Linked DNA regions of Rattus norvegicus: region 2 is linked to region 1. The links are chromatin contacts, called in public Hi-C maps. All regions are on one chromosome and are shown on one strand. The core of a region is the stretch at or near the end of the contact, and the rest is flanking DNA. Distances in the headings are between cores, read along the strand shown.

Region 1 (2,700 bases), core at 141-2,640:
TGGCATTGTCTGCATTTTTGCCTGTCCTAACTGGTTCGTGAGTGTGCATGCAACTGGCATGAAGAGGGTGGATACAAGGACACAGCTAAGTGATTTATACTACACGGGGTGGCAACCTTCACCCCATCTCAAGAAATGTGATTAGAGCCAATGTTGGGGCCACTGGTGTGACATTATTTAAGGTTTCACTAACAGAAAACAACTGTTGACCACTGTCCACCCCAACCCATGGCCACTGTCCACCCCACCGATGGCCACTGTCCACCCCACACTATGCCTACTAAGCTACAGAGCTAGTTCCACTTATATGAAGAATTAACACCCCGTCTACACATACTGCTACCTTCAATAGCACCAAAGAGAATATAATCACTTCAGAAACCGGTTCTCCTTGGAAATCCTGACCTCTGGTGTCCATTAGTGGGAATTCATATAACTGAGCTCTGGATTTTATGTAGGAAGAGTAAGAGGACAGTGGCCATTGGTGGGGTGGAGGGTGGCCACCAGTGGGGTGGAGGGTGGCCACCAGTGAGGTGGACAGTGGCCATCAGTGGGGTGACAGTGGCCATTGGTTTGGTGGCCAGTGATCATGTGTGGTGGACAGTGGCCACCAGTGGGGTGGACAGTGGCCATGTGTGGGAAGGTCAGTGCGCATTAGTGGGGTGGACAGTGGACATGTGTTGGGGTCAACAGTGGCCTTGTGGGGTGGACTTTGGCAATCGGTGAAGTGGACACCGGCCATTTGTGGGGTCGACAGTGGCCATGGGATGGGGTGGACAGTGGCCATGGGTGTGGTGGACAGTGACCATCTGTGAGAGGACAGTGGTCACTTGTGGGGTGGACATTGGCCATTGGTGAAGTGGACAGTGGCCATGGGATGGGGTGGACAGTGGTCATCTGTGAGGTGGACAGTGCACATGACTTGGGGTGCACAGTGACCATTGGTGGTGTGGACAGTGACCATGGGCTGGGGTGGACCGTGGCCATCGGTGAGGTTGGCAGTGGCCATCGGTGAGGTTGGCAGTGGTCATCCGTGGGGTGGACAGTGCTGTTGCAGATGTGCTGTGCAGTCTGTAAAATTAACAATAAGCTAAAATCAAGCCTACATATACCACAATTAATACAAAATGCATATGGGAATGAGGGGATAATCTTAATGCTCACTTAAAGGAGAGACACGGTGCTTATGTGGTCACAGGGTGCTACTGTTTGAAGGTATGGCATGGTTGAGGTATGGTTCTCTCCCAAGAAGCTCACATTGAGGTTTGGGCCAGTGGGCAGTGTGTTAGGCATTGAATAGGGATGAATGCTTTTCTGTGAGTGAGCTGTCGCTCTGGAGATGGGCTTCTGTGACATGGTTGTTAGCAAGCTTGGCAACTCCTCCCCCACCCGCCCACCTCTCAGACCTCTACACAAAAGTGCCTCTGGTTTACGGCCACAGGGTTTTCACCAGAAGTGGAGTGGATTCTGTTGAAATGCTCTTGGATGTTTGGAGCTGGAGGCCACATTTTTTTTCTCTTTGTAAAGAATCCAGCCTCTGGTACTTTGTGGTAGCAACACAGCACACACTGAGAGGTGATCTGGAATTCAGTGGTCCTTGCTTCAAGTGTTCAAAGTGAGCTTCGACTACCTTCTCCATCCATCTCAAAGGACATCTCAAGGACACGGAGGTCACAGTGGTCACCAGCCTCCACTGGGGAAGGTAAGACGCCAATAGCAGGGACCACTTGAAGACTTCCTCCAGGGTTTCTCGGGAAGCTCACTGCTGTGTGTGTGTGTGTGTGTGTGTGTGTGTGTGTGTGTGTGTATTAGATGGACAGGAAACAGTCGGACATTTCTGCTTGTGGAAGACCGCCTCCAGAATTCAAAGGCAACCCAAGGGGGTTTTTGTCTTTCTTAGTGGCAGGGGACACACCATTTATTCACAATTCACAATTGGCTGCCCTTTGGAATTTCCTGGATTGAGAATATTCACATCTGGGGCTCATCCCAAAGATTCCTGTTGTTCAGCTGGCCTCTTGTAGGACTTAGGCACTGAGAGTTTCCAAAGCTTCCTGCATCACTCTAAGTCTGGGAAGCTTGGAAATGATTGCTGGTGGAACAATTTGCTCTGGGTGTGTGGTTTTTATTTTGACATTGTTTTGGTTTGGGTTTTGTATTCTTGTTGTCTGGGATTTTTTAAATTTCTTAAGCTTTTATGATAATCATTTTCTTATAAATCCCATTTGGAAAAATTTGGTTAAATTTTGATTTCTGCTCCATTTTCTGCTGAATTAAATTTGTTTTAGCATATTTACTTATGTGGTGGTCCCCTGTAGTGGACATAGGACAACATGAGGGAATCAGTTCTCTTGTTTTACCATGTGGGTCCCAGTCACTAAACTCAGGTCCTCAGACTCAGTAGCAAGCACCCTTACTGACTGAGCCATCTTGTTGGCCAATTCCAATTTATCTATCAAAGCAGTGTATACATGCTAAACTTTTAAAAAAGGATTTATTCATTTTTGTATATGAGTGCTGTATTTGCATGTGTGCCTACACGACAGAGAGGACATCAGACCCCATAATCGATATAGTTGCAAGATACCACATTGCTGCTGGGATTGAACTCAGGACCTCTGGAAGAACAGCCAGTGTTCTTAACCACTGAGCCATCTCTCCAGCCCCAGCTAGACTCCTTAATAATGATCTTTTAGGTCA
Region 2 (2,700 bases), core at 176-2,675, 160 kb before region 1:
ATCAAGTGTCTGTATGGCTGTGGTCATTTTTGTTTTGTTAGCTATATTTATTTATTATTTATCATCTGTGTGTGTACATGTGTGAGCATCTGTATGTGTATGCGTGTTGGTGGGGGCACACATGAGCCTCAGAGCACATGTACAGAGAGAGGAGCGTGGGACTTGGTTCTCTCTACTATGTGGGATCTAGGGATTGAATTTGGGTCGTCAAGATTGTTGGCAAGCACCCGCTATACTGTGTAGGGTCCTAGTTATTTGATGAAGGCTTGGCTGGGGCTGGAGGGTTTTTTTTTTTTTCCTGAGACAGCTCCCCCACACCACAAACCCTCCTTTAATTTCAAAGTTAGTAAAAACTTGCAGTCGGTACAGTGGATGAGCCTGTAATCTCCCTCAGGAAACTGAGGCAGGAGGATGGCTGTGAGCTTCAGACCTGTTTGGACTACATAAGAAAGCCTGTTTCTTCCCCACCGTCCTCACACCTAGGCACAGGCACCTCTCAGACTTCCCACAGCAGCCTCCTCCCCCGCACCCGTGTGAGTCTTACCTGTCTCTCTCCTCAGCGACAGCAGCGGCTCAGCACAGAGGCCGAGTAAACACCTATGGTGAGTGAGTGTATGGACACAGGAGGCCACTCTGCAGAAGCATTGAGGTTTTTCGTTTATTTGGTTGGTTTGGTTTGGGTTGGGTTGGGTTGATTTGGGGGTTTTCGAGACAGGGTTCCCCTTGGCTGTCCTGGAACTCCCTTTGTAGACCAGGCTCGAACTCACAGAGATTTGCCTGCCTCTGTTGTCCCAGTCTTGGGATTAAAAGCATGGACCACCACTGGGCTGGTTGGTTTATGTTTCGAAATGGCCTGGCTATGTATGTAGCCTAGACCTGGTATATAACCTAGGCTAACCTAGAACTCACTATAGACCAGGCTGGCCTCCAACTTCACGTAGTCATCTTGCCTCTACCTCCTGAGTGCTAGAATTACGGGTGCCTGACAAGGGAGATAAGATGGTCTTCCTGTCCAGCCCAGAAATTCACCTGCGGTCCAGGCTGGAAGGTACTCTGAAGATAATTCCAGGATAATTGGTAAGCACACCACATGGGAGCCAGTCAGAAACGCCGTGTCTGAGGCCATACGCAGACCCTGACTCAAAGCCTGTTTTCAGAGAAGATATCCAGGTGACTCGTGCATGAAATTCTCCAAAAAATAAAATATTTCTTTTTAAAAATAGAATAAATCATGTTAATTTAAAAAAAAAAAGTTGAGAAGCTTTGCTCTAGTGGTCCTCCGCCCATTTTCTAGACCAGCACACCGAGGGACAAGACACCTTCCAGAACCGGGTCCTCATCTATGGACATCCTTGAAGTCCCAGGCTTCCCTACCTCTCTGGTTCCACTCTTCTTCCCTGAGATCCTTGGGTCGTCTTTGCAAGGCCCACGCGCGCCCCCTGGTGGGAACCGGAGGAGACTCCCTGTCCAAGACCAAAATAGGTAAAGAGACTTGTCCCCTGGTTTAAAATGAAACAGAAGGCAGAGAACAGCGGGGAGCCTGCAAGTCGGGAAGTAGCGAGATAACGTTTAGTTTGAACAAAGTCTGCAGAGTTGACGTTGGTCTGACTGGGCCTCCGAGCACCTTCTCCAAGCCTCTGGGTGGTGTTGTCCCTCTACCCGGTGGAGTGAGCGGTCCACTGCCATGACAGGAAACGCTTGAAGCAAAGACCAAGGTCAGAGCTGCAGAACTGGGCGCTGAAAATGTCTGTGTCCTCCCCGCCTGAGCCCAGGACCCAGGCCAAGCCTAAGCCACTCTTAAAGGGGCTTTCCCCTCCCACCGTGTGGAAACAGCAGAGTCCACTCCATACAAGGAGCCAAGAGGCCCAGAGACTTGTGTTTATTAAAGTGCCCAAACAGCTAGTGCCGAATGGTCCGGGTCTGAGGAAGGCTGTGAACCAAGGTTCTGAACCAAGTCAGGCCTGACCTTGGAGCAAGGCAGGAGGACTGTGAGTTAGAGGCCAGCCAGGTTATATCCTGAGGCTTTACTCAAACAAGGAAGCAAAAGAATTATGCTTAATAAGGGCAGTGTCTGTGCCTACAAATATGATAACTCTGGGTACCTCGCATGAATGAAATCATGCAATATTTACCAATCTGTCTGCCTCATTCCAAAGGTTCATCCACATTGTAGTAACATCAGAATGCTGTGTTTCCCTAAGGCTGAATAATATTCCTCTGTGTGTGTGTGTGTGTGTGTGTGTGTGTGTGTGTGTGTGTGTGAGAGAGAGAGAGAGAGAGAGAGAGAGAGAGAGAGTTTTAGTTAAGTGTGTGTGTGTGTGTGTGTGTATAATTGTTTTAGTTAGGTAAGTGTGTGCGTATAAATGTCTTAGGTAAGTGTGTGTGTGTGTGTGTCTGTGTGTGTGTGAGTGAGAGAGAGAGAGAGAGAGTTTTAGTTAAGTGTGTGTGTATAATTGTTTTAGTTAGGTAAGCGTGTGTATAAATGTCTTAGGTAAGAATGTGTCTGTGTATGTGTGTGTGTGTCTGTGTGTGTGTGTTGTGTGTCTATGTGTGTTGTGTGTGTGTATGTGTGTGTGTGTCTGTGTGTGTATGCATCTGTGTGTGTGTCTGTGTGTGTGTCTGTGTGTGTGTGTTGTGTGTGTGGTGTGTGGTGTGTGTGTGGTGTGTGGTGTCTGTGTGTGTCTGTGTGTGTGTCTTGTG

Evidence for each region. A called contact is a pair of places that touch in the nucleus more often than the background predicts.
Region 2: a Hi-C map of the A7r5 cell line shows a contact between it and region 1, with 5 times the contacts expected there. The contact joins the enhancer-like site here to the promoter of 4930402F06Rikl in region 1. A contact is called at or near these places in 6 of 12 Hi-C or Micro-C datasets (the A7r5 cell line, the Rat2 cell line, frontal cortex and 3 more).

Annotation. Positions count from the first base shown.
Region 1 is chr3:39,125,633-39,128,332 of GRCr8, reverse strand. It overlaps 4930402F06Rikl (RIKEN cDNA 4930402F06 gene like), which reads left to right and starts at 1,390. Exons shown (of 7, transcript NM_001037366.2): 1 at 1,390-1,702.
Region 2 is chr3:39,290,051-39,292,750 of GRCr8, reverse strand. No RefSeq gene overlaps it. Among named protein-coding and RNA genes, the nearest start is that of Dab2ip, 21 kb to the left of the region's middle. Within about 2 kb of position 1,425, at least 18 of the 93 cell types and tissues checked have an H3K27ac peak or open chromatin away from gene starts, as enhancers often do. A contact at or near this core is called in the A7r5 cell line, where this site is marked.